2 separate regions of the Mus musculus genome follow, and region 1 is linked to region 2. A link is a contact called in public promoter capture Hi-C data. All regions are on one chromosome and are shown on one strand. Each heading gives the region's core, a stretch centred on a gene start, on an enhancer-like site or on the middle of the called end of the contact. The rest is flanking DNA. Distances are from core to core; before and after follow the strand shown. Region 1 holds the start of Hemk1 (HemK methyltransferase family member 1). Region 2 holds the start of Ifrd2 (interferon-related developmental regulator 2).

Evidence for each region. Capture Hi-C pulls out chosen DNA fragments and counts their contacts.
Region 1: a contact with region 2 is called in a promoter capture Hi-C map of pancreatic islet. The contact joins the promoter of Hemk1 here to the promoter of Ifrd2 in region 2. A contact is called at or near these places in 1 of 484 Hi-C or Micro-C datasets (embryonic stem cells), 4 of 115 datasets of contacts at active chromatin or transcription factors (embryonic stem cells, forebrain and large pre-B cells) and 1 of 9 other capture datasets (pancreatic islet).

The regions. Positions count from the first base shown.
Region 1 is chr9:107,336,760-107,342,386 of GRCm38.p6, reverse strand. Hemk1 (HemK methyltransferase family member 1) reads left to right here and starts at 4,037. Exons shown (of 11, transcript NM_133984.2): 1 at 4,037-4,106; 2 at 5,009-5,386. The coding sequence starts at 5,156. It overlaps 6430571L13Rik (RIKEN cDNA 6430571L13 gene), which reads right to left and starts at 1,747. Exons shown (of 6, transcript NM_175486.3): 1 at 1,599-1,747; 2 at 970-1,076; 3 at 1-180. The coding sequence starts at 37.
Region 2 is chr9:107,585,328-107,590,563 of GRCm38.p6, reverse strand. Ifrd2 (interferon-related developmental regulator 2) reads right to left here and starts at 2,846. Exons shown (of 12, transcript NM_025903.2): 1 at 2,618-2,846; 2 at 542-661; 3 at 371-455; 4 at 142-266; 5 at 1-59. The coding sequence starts at 2,675. It overlaps Hyal3 (hyaluronoglucosaminidase 3), which reads right to left. Exons shown (of 4, transcript NM_178020.3): 2 at 4,899-5,236; 3 at 4,093-4,182; 4 at 3,205-3,989. The coding sequence ends at 3,738.

The sequences.
Region 1 (5,627 bases), core at 2,788-5,287, 250 kb after region 2:
TGAACCAGCTCTGAGTAGCTGGGACCCTGGAGTTCATGCTGACACTGGGAGACTGCCAGGGCTCAGTCAACTTGCCCACCGACTTCTGACCTTAGGAGTGTCCAAGGCTGTCGTTCCCGCCACCGTGATGACCACTGGCACAGCAGAACCCTTACCAGGAGACCCCTGCCTCTCTCGGTTCTAGAAAGGCAAGAATAAAAGTAGAGGTTACAGCTAGGGGCATGTCTGTGAGATCAAGTCCCTCTAGAATCTGAAGGCACTGAGGACATAAAGGTTTCAAGACAGAGCTAAGTCAAGTTTATGGGGTATTAGGACATGGGCTTCTGTAGGGACATAGGGACAGGAAAGCAAAGCCCTGTCACCCCTGTACGATGACTATAGTGATTATAATTGGAAGATGGGAGAAGATGCAGGAGGCCTGGAAAAAGTCCACCAATTATCTCTGTAATTGCTACTTCTCCTACTCCTACCTCCTCACTCTCTGCACCCCACATCCCTCCTTCTGCTTGGGAAACACTTGCCCAAGACTCAGACACACCTGATATAACCTCAGGCAAGTCACCCCTCTTCTCTGTGTCTAGTTTTTCTCAAAGTGGGAAATATTACGAACAACCCCATGGTGTTGTAGGGTTAATGGTATATCAGAATGAACCAGTCCCCAGTGGGGTGTGGAGGGAAGAACTTAGATGAGCACAGAAGGCATCCAATAAATGTTCCAAATCCCCATCACTACCACCAACAACCCAGGAGGAGTTAGACACAGCAGTCCCTGGTCCTAGTCAGCTGTGAGACCCATGCTATGGTTGGGACTAGGATGGGGCTGGTGTAGAGACACCAAGAGGCAGGAAGGGTAGACCGAGCTAGATCTTCTGGCAAGGAAGTTGGCAGGGGTGATCCTTGGGCTACCTCCTTTACTCGTAGATGTAAGGCACGGAGTTACATCTTCAGAGGCACTGATGAAATACTCACTTTGAAACACCTATTTCCCTCCGGAGGATGGAAGATCACCCAGCCTCTGTGGGTCTTGGGTAAAGCAGAGTGGGAATGAGTCCTAGCAGTGCTGCAGAGGGGCAGACCTAGAAAGAGAAAGAATTTCTAGCCTATGGCTACATATATGTTTCTCTGTGCGTCTCATAGGTGTACATGGGATGCCTCCTCTTGCAGGTGTGCACATACGTATGAGCGGTGTGCACATATCGTTCATGGTCCCTTAGGAAGGAGCAAAGCTGGCAGAGGGTCATGCATGGAGTAGACGCATTCCTTTCTGTCCTCTCCAGCTTGGCTCAGCAAGAAGTCTCAGGTTCTCTTCTGGGCTCTGTCACTGATCCCAGCCATGACCTTGGACCAGACCCTTAACTTGCTCTGAGTCTGTTTATTACTGGCAAAAAAAGGAGAGAAGCCACCCTGCCGAGTATTTTATTGGCTTGTCTCGGGGGTCCAAAGGGGAAGGGAAGAACACCGGGGTAAAAGTGGTGTGCACCGCGACCTCCAAGAAGCTATCGAGTCTCTTAGTCCTCCCTATCTCAATCCCCACGCCCGCCTCCACGACCCTGTGGTTTCTCCATTCTTGCTCAGAAGCAGCCGATCTCAGCACTTACTTAATCCTCTCCGGTGCGCCGAGCTCAGTCTGAGAAGCTAAGGTTGGTAGTGACCCGCAGGAGGCGTGGGCGGGGGAACACCCAGGCCCGGGCGTTGGGGGCGACAGGTCCCGACTCAAGGTCCGCCTTGCGTGCGCGCAGGATCAGCTAGTATTAGCCTGCGCTGGCTGACAACCTGAGCTGGGGTGGGCTGGGTCCGGACCACGGAGGGGGTGGGGCTGGGATGAGCAGCCTCGGGGGATCCCCAGGAGCCGGAGTGCCTTGCCTCCTGCCCCCCCCAGCGCCTCCGGACCCTGATTGGCTGCTTCGCCTAAAGCTCGATCAGCATTGGCTCACTCGCCTGTCGCTCAGATATAGCTCTGCTCCCAGCGGGAGCTTGGACCTGAAACCGGACAGCTAAAAGAGATTCTCTCTGAGAATACCTCTGACCCTGATGGCCTGCCGGAAGTTAGGCAGAGGACCGTAGGTAGCCAGGTCCTTTCTGGGTCAGAATTCTGACTCCTGGACACCTCCACCCGCACTGGGGCAGACTTGTAAGCCGCAAAAATCATAGGTACAGAGATTTGGTGAGAGCACCACCAGACCTGGAATATTTGAAACCTAAAATGAATTCAGTTTGATCTTCTATTGAATTTATGACCTTGAACAGCAAACTGCTTCTCTTCTTTTGTCTCAGTTTCCTGCCTATATAGGAACTCTGGTGTTTTGGAACAAGGGCGGTTTTTGGTAAGTGACTCCTGGAGACTTCAGTCCAGAGATGTTGAGATGGAATTATCTGTGTGATAGCCCACCTATTCCTCTCATAATAGTTTTCATCCACAGCAAAATTCATCTCAGGACAGAAGTACCGATTTCCTATACCCAAGAGCTGTATCCCCAACCATTTAAAACTACCCTCACCCCATCCCCTAAACAGACTGTGTGTAACCCAGGATGGCCCGATACTTATTATGTTGCCCAGGTTAGTCTTGAACCAAGGCAATCCTCCACCTCCTGGGTGCTTGGGTTTTAATTTTTAATTAATTAGTTTCATGTGTGAGGATGTTTTGTCTGCACACGTATCTGTACACTACATATGTGTCTGGTGTTCAAGGAAGCCAGAAGAGGGCATTGGATCCTCTGGTACTGGAGTTACAGACTGCTGTTAGCCTCCTTGTAGGTGCTCAAAATTGAACCTGGGTCCTTTGGAAAAGCAGCCAGTGCTCTTAACCACTGAGGCATTTCTCCAGACCCCCTTGTACTGGGACTTATAGGTGTGCACCAGTACACCCAACTCCCAGCCCCTCTCCCTTTTTACTCAAGTATTTTATTTTTTACTTTTTTGAAGCAGGATTTCATGTAGCCCAGTCTGGCCTTAAAAGATGAGTTTCTGGTTTCCCTGCCTCCACCTGCTGAAAACTAGGATTTATAAGTATTACCAAACCCCATTTGTGGGCATCAAACCCAGAGTTGTGTGACTGTTAGGTGAGCACATCAATTGAGCTACCCCGTGAACTATTTATTTTTGAATATTTTATGTTATTTCTTAAAATTATAAGTATGTATGTTTGGATGGGTATGTGTACATGGGTGCTTGGAATTGAAACCCAGTTCTCTGCAAGAGCAGTATGTGTTCCTAACCGCTGAGCCATCTCTTCAAGGTCCCGTCCCACCTTTTAAATTTTGAGACAGATTTTTACTAAATTACTCAGGATGGCTTTGAATGTATGGTCCTCCTGCGTCAGCTTCTCCAGAAGCTGTGATTACGTGCCTGCACAACCAGGTCTTGCTATGAATATTACAAAAGATACAACTAAAGCCTAGAAGGTCTGGGCATTTAAACAAAGTTAAACAACGAGCTGCCAACAGAATCAGGATGTAAATCCAGTTTTCCAGTATTCGCTGTTTTGCTATCTGCTCCAAATTCTATGTGCGTGTGAGGTCAGGAGGGTCCTTAGAAACTGGGTCCCTTTCCGAAAACAGAGACTGCCCCCAAACACTGAAACCCAGTCACACGCTGCTAGACCTATCTTACAAGCAGTTAGAACAACGCACCCACCTCCCGCCCCCCAAAATCTGGCTCTCAAGCCCAGCACACGTGGGTGACACCCTCGCGGTTTGTTTTTTGCCCACACTCCGCCCCAGCTGGATATGTAAACGTTTGCTTCAAGCAATCACCGCAGGCTGGAGCCATATCTCTGTTGAGACCTTAAGGAAGACTAGTGGGTCTGGGACCCAGCAGAGCATCTCTCACATTCCTGTACTTCCCCTTAGGGGGGCTGCAGATGCTGGCCAGTTGAGCCTCCTCAGCATCCCACAGTCTTCAAAGGAAAATCCGGCCACTTTAGGAACCCTAGACCAAGGAGACGCGGTTCACCGGAGCCCTTTCTCAACAGCACCGAGGCGGAAGCAAGGCGCCGAGGGAGTGCACTACAGGTTACGCACATCCGGGGTGGGGTGGGGGGGCGCTAACCCTGGGTCAATTTTCTGGTACTTGTGTGTGGGCCGGGCGAGCGTGCATGCCCTCTGGTAGGTATGCACCAGAGCAGGAGATCCGGATGGGAAATGCATGGCCGCAACGTTGATTTTGAGACAGGGATGGCCCTCTCCCTCGCTTTCAGGGGTGGAGAGAGGGCGCGCTTATATCGTTGATAATGTGTTTGCGGATCTGGGATGGACGCTGTGTCGAGGCTTGGAGATTTGGTTCCTTCCGTAGCTGGGTACTGGTGGACCCAGTTGCGTCAGGAATCTAGCAGAACCGGATTTGTGTTCTGCCCGGGGTATTTTATACCTGAGTTACCGTGGGCAAGTTGCTTTCCTCTTCTGGAGCCCTGTCTGAGAGGATGTGGCAGTTAGCAGGTTCTCGCAAATCTTAGTTTGGACCTTACTTAGTTTGGAAGTAGAGGGGACCACAGATTTTATGTTTTCAGATAACTTGTTTATGCTAACTTAAGCGTAACATTGTTCATTATGGGTTAAAATAGAGGCAACGTTTCAGCTTCTAAACAATAAGGAATGTCACAAGCCAAGCTCCCAAGCACGGCAGTCTCCTGCCATCTGTTAGTGAGTCCCAAGGGTCTTCCAGGCCCCTGATAGTCGTTGGTCAAGGCACCACTCTCCAGAAAGCTAGTGTTATTTATTTCTCCCACATTAGGAGCAAACTGGAAGTCAGAAACAACGGCTCAACTGCACTCACTCACACTGGGGTCTGACATAGGTCTAACCTACTCCCAAACCTACACCTTGACTCTTAACAGGACAGAGCCCTGCCAGTTCAACCTACCTATGCTAAAAATAACAAAACGTTACTGGCCAAGACAAGAAGGAGTCAGATAGCTGGCTGGGGATATGAATATAGTCCAGGAGGCGACAGACTAAAAAGCACACCCTTTCCTGGCACATTTTGAGTCTTTTTCCACATCCTTCTTTAGGGTAGCAGAAACATCTGAGAAACAAAACAGAGAACTGGAACCCATGACTGATTCTTCACCCAGCCCAGCCCAGGGATCACCCTGAGCCCCTACCTCAGTGCAGATAGCACAAGAGAGACTCAGGCACTTGGAAGCCTTTCTCCAAGAATGAAGCTCTGGGGACAAATACTTTGGACCCTTCTATCTGTTCCCCGAGGAAGGAGGGGAGTCCTCCAGGGCTGGGCCTTCAACTCATGGAAGACTTATTCATCCCTGACTGGGCCGTTGAGTGCCACAGGGATGGTTAATCACTGGACACGGGTCTTTGAGGAAAGAGGTATCCCAGAGGCCCGGGAATCCAGTGAGTACATCGTGGCTCATGTCCTCGGAGCCAAAACAGTTAAGTGTAATGTTAGGGAGGACAGGGAGAGGGAGGAGGGAACTCTCTGGGGAATAGATAGTGAAAGGGGGGTTGTTTTATTTGTTTTTATTTTGTTTGGTTTTAATTTTTGCCTCAATCGGGCTGCTTAATTGAGTCGGGTGGGATTTTGCTGAACAAATGTTTCAGGCAGACATGTATTCATTCATCCAACAAACTACTGCAGTGTGTTCCAGGTACTGTGTGTTCCGGGATGATTAA
Region 2 (5,236 bases), core at 1,597-4,096:
CAACTGCACACAGAGAATGCCTAGCACAGCAGCAGCCAGAGCCTGTTCTTCACCCTTCCCTACAGGATGCTTTCCAGTTAGCGCATGCGGCAAGCGGCAACACCTGCCTAGCTAGGGTTCCCCAAGTGCCCAGGAATCGACCTTTCTTAAGGCACTTTTCCAGGGCATCCGCCAGAGTGAGGCTGCGCTCCAGCAGAAAGTCCGGAAGTAGGCGGGAGGCCAGGGCCAGGCGCAGGCTCTCCAGGGCTCCTTGACGGGTCTTGGCACTGGGAGGCGATAAAGGGTTCATGTGGGTGACACACCCTTGGTTCCATTTGTCATCGGCTGAACGGGGCCCCAAGTGTCGAGGCTGGCCAGCAGCCAGAGGTACCTCTTGTCAGTCAGGCAGTCCACATAACCTTTCAGCTTCTCCTCCAGGTTTTCCTGCTGGCTCTGTTCGTCCACCGCTTCGCCACCTGCAAAGCCAGCTGGTCATCACTGGATCCTGCCCCGTCCAGTGGAGCCCTCACTGAGCCCCTGTCAAATGTCAATTTGCTCTCACCCAGGCAGTCCTCTGTGGTGGCGCTGAGAAGGCTGGGACAGTCACTGGTGGTGCTCCGGGCCTCACTGGCCGCTTCATCCTCACTGGAGCCAGAGTCAGCCTGGGTACTGCTCCTGGCACCTGGGGACATAAAATCCCAATCTGACCAGCTTCTACCTGTGAAGGGTGACTCAGGGCACCTCAGTTAACTTCATCAATGCTATCCCATCTCAGAGATGAGCAAACCAAGGCCTGAAACCTGGGACTTGAATTAGGAAGCAGAAAAAAAGGGAAGAAAGCCTATCTGCTAGAGAACACAGGAGCTAGGCCTACTCAGGGACAACCTGGCAGACTCGGCGAGTGGGAACTCCAGGAAGGCATAGCCTTTGTTTTTCCTCTCCCAGATAGGGTTTCTTTGTGTAGCGTCGGCTGTCCTGGAACTAGCTCTGTGGACCAGGCTGGTTTTGAACTCACAGAGATCCACCTGCCTCTGCTTCTCCAGTGCTAGGATTAAAGTCGTGTGCTATCTCTGCTTGGTGGACACAGTCTGCTTTAAGGACAGCAGGAACCACAGAGTGGCAGAAGGGACTGGGATGAGTCCCAGGGAGGCCTTTGGCCCACTTTAGGTTATGGTCAAAAGTAGATAATGTAAAGGTTAGGGCTCAGGTTATAGAACTAGGCAGACTCAGGGGTTTAAACCGAGCCTAGGTCTTATGTTCTCCATTGGGCTATACCATTAGTGCCCCCTGCCCCTCATTAGGGCAGAGGTAAAATTTGACCAGTTGCCCAGCCTCTACGGTGTGGACAACAAAGTACGCCCCTCGGTCTAGCAGGTAAAGACATGTAACTGGCAATAGCTCTGCTCCAGGCCACGGCACTCACTAGGCTACCAACTCTGGGAGCAGCAGAGGCCCAGGTCCCTGTGGGTGTGCTGGGCACTCTGTGTTTCAAATATATTGTTTTCTGAGCTTCCTTTGGTCCACTCAGGGCCACCAACTTTAGGTATAGACACGATGGTGCCTCTGAGCCTTGGAAGACCAGAAGAAGCTCTTGACCGGGTGTCTGAAAAAGTAAACATAGGGACTCTCAAAGTGTCAGTAGGGCAGGAACAGAGAGACGGCCTGTGAGCTCTCTCCAGGGCTGAAGACTGGCCTTAAATAGGGCAGCTACTATGGTAGGCACCCTGGACAGGTTCTGACCCAGTAGGAGTCCTTACACCTTAGGGACCACTAACATTACTTGCTTGTAAAAAAACGTTCAGCCCACACGTTGATTTCTGTTCACCTCTTCTCTTACTATCCTACTTGTCAAAACTGCCCGGACGGTCTCATCTGCCGCACTGTATTGTGGTCCCTTTGGCTGCTGGGCCCTTGCGCCAGATTCTTTACCGTCTCAGAAGCTCCCCTCACAGGGCCTGCCATAATTCTAAGACCACTCTCGGTAAGTATATGCTTTCAGTACTAGTTCTTGTGGAACTGTCACCACCCTATTAAATGCCCCGAGACCCAAGCCACATTAAAGTGGCTGTCAGGTCAAAAATATGCTGGGCAGGCACTCTTTTTCAGCAGTTGTTTGTTTAATGCAACAGGTCATGCTTCTGGTTGAGTCTGATAAGAAGTCTCCAGGCTGCTTCGGTCTCTCTGGATGTCCTCCCGGTCTCTAGTCCAATTGACAGGGCCCCAATTCTCTACCTTTCCAATCACACTTCCCCGTTTTACAGAACAGACAAGGTCTCTCTGCTAATTTCCTTGTGCAGCCTACCAAATGCACTACTAGTATTTGGCAAAAGGGTTGGCTTCACGCTCTTTCTGGTGTGGTTTTCTACCCCAGTAGCGATGGGAAAACCTAGGTCCTTAATGCTGGTCAAGTCATCGTTGCGGCGCGGGATTTCGAAAAACAGCTGGCAATGTGCTCAAGTGAGGCGCACACGTGGCCAATGCCAGCTGGGGCACGTGCGAGCCTTAGCAGAGTTCTGGGAGGTCACGCTGGGCTGATCTGGGAAGATTCATCAACTCAGGTCCCTCAATGACATCGAAGGGGAATCACGGAACACCCCCGCTCACTACTGAACAAGTCTACTGGAGCCCCCGGACTCACCTCCTCCACGGCGCTGACCGCCCTTGCGGAGCGCATTGCCCTTCCGAGCACGAGGCATTCCTGGAACCGAGAATTGGGAACACGGGAATGGGGCGCGGGGTCAGGGACCCGGAGGGCGGGGACTCCAAACCAGCGAAACGCTGGCCCGTGTGCTGAGCTGAGACTGGCGAGGACGACAGGAGCCACACGCCGCGCGCGCCACCATCTTCGTGAGGCGCCCCGCCCTGTCAAATGGGTCGCTGGGAAGGTGAGTTCCCGGCCACCAAGTTCAGATCCACATACACGCGGCCGAAACTACTATCCCCAGGCATCAGCGTACACAGATTAGCACCGCCCAAGTTGTGCGCAGTGCACGACGGGAGTAGTAGTCCATTCCGGAGACACATAAGCCGACGCCGCTCTAGCTAAACTATGTACCCACAATGCCCTGCGTACCCACTTCGCCCCTCCTTCCCCTACCCCCGCCCGCGCGGTTCATAGTTAACTCAGTAGTTTCCTTTCTCACTAGAAGCGTCTGCAGGGCCTGATAACGAAGCACCTGCTTGGAGGCGCCAGGTTTGGCCCTAGATAGAATGGTGAGGACAAACTTCAAGTAATGAAAGAGTGACTTTATGGATAAAAATACAGATAATAGCTTAGCGTTTAACAGACCTTAGCTTAATTTTTTTTGGGGGGGATGTGTGTTGGGAGGCATGTAGGGGTTGTCTGAACCTAGATTTTACTTCTCTATAGATACGCTGGGGTATAGGAACAAAGTCCTAGGCTAGTCACCTTAAATGCCTGGAACTGACCCGGAAGCTTCTTTTTTTTTTTTTTTTTTTTTTCTGAGACAGGGTTTCTCTGTATAGCCCTGGCTGTCCTGGAACTCACTTTGTAGATCAGGCTGGCCTCGAACTCAGAAATCGGCCTGCCTCTGCCTCCCGAGTGCTGGGATTAAAGGCGTGCGCCACCATGCCCGGCTCCTCAGGAATTTCTATGGAAGTTGTATTGGTGGAAGTGGGATATGTACTTGGGAAAGTCCCATAAGCTAAACAAAGCATAAAGGGGAATTCCTCTAGGACTGGGAAAATGACAGCAGGGTCAAGTAGCAAAGGCAGGGACTCCTGACTCTATGTTGGGCTCAGGGTTTAGGCTCCAGGCAGGTAGGGCCAGCCCAACCCGAATAACAATGGCATCTGAAGGAATTCCAAGCTCCAAGACTGTCATCTGGCTGCAGATGTAGAAAGGCTTCCATTTGTCCTGGGTCTTTCCGGGCACATCGACCATGGCCATGACATCGCTGGTGACTGCAAGCCATGGCAGCCTTGGTCACATTGATCACATAGGGGCCTAAAGTGCCCACTAAGTAGTCATGGAGACGCCAGCACTTTTCCTACACAGAGAAAAGATAGGTCAAAGCTCCTTTTCTATGACTTGGCATGGCTTCTCCCCTATCTTGGGGCTCCAGCATGTGCACGATGAGGGGCAACGCTCACCTCAGAGCTAGAGAAGCTCAGGTCCCCCCAGAGTACCACTCCAGCTGTTCCCAGTGCGGCACTCACTCCAATAGTCTGCATCAGGTCGTCCTGCAGGCAGAGAACTGTTAAGCCCAAGCTTGACTGGCCAGATCCATCAGGGCCCAACTTTACCACGACACCATTTGGTTTACTGCTATGATTCTGCCTCTAGAGTAGAGCGCTTTTAACAGAGCCTCTAAGTAATTTCTTAGAACTTCCATTCAGAGAATAACAGTCCTTAGACCAGGGACCACTGATATCTCCCAGTACATCACCATACCTCCCTAGTCCAGGACAGGGTCTTTTTGTTGTTTTGACTTTCAAGACAGGGTTTCTCTGAGTAGCCCTGGCTGTCCTGGAACTTGCTCTGTAGACCAGAATGGCCTCAAACTCACAGAGATCCACCTGCTTCTGCCTCCCCAGTACTGGGATTAAAGGTGTGCATTACCACTGCCTGGACTAGGATAGGGTCTTTTTTTTTTTTAATTAATTAATTAATTTATTTATTTATTTTTGGTTTTTCCGAGACAGGGTTTCTCTGTATCCCTAGCTGTCCTGGAACTCACTTTGTAGACCAGGCTGGTCTTGAACTCAGAAATCAGCCTGCCTCTGCCTCCCAGGTGCTGGGATTAAAGCTGTGTGCCACCACGCCCAGCTAGGGTCTTTTAAAAAACCCCCAGATCATGACTACCTCCAAGTCCTTTTGGGAAAGTTTTCTCTTCAGACCTTTCTAGGACATGGCTGTTTCTCTAGACTCTGATCCTTAGACCTGAGCTTCTCCTTACCAGAGACAGGAATCTCCCAGAGCTCCGGTGTGTGAGGCGAGAATAAGCCAGAACAGGTAGAGGGTGTGAATGCTCCAAAAGGGCTACACGGAAGGCTTCCTCCAGGCGGTGTCGGACAAAGGCCTGACGGTAGGCAAGTGGCAGTCTGGGTGGGAGGTAGATGCTAGGGAAGAGAGCACTGGAGGCAGCCCAGAGCCAACGCAGTTGGGTGTTTCGGGTGGTGATGGCTGCATGGCAGTGGCCTGTGTAGTTGGAAGCCATCTTATGCCAGCCATTGCCACAGGCTGGATATCTGTAAAAGCCCCAGAGGCCACTCGGGCGAAGTGTCCGGCCCAGCT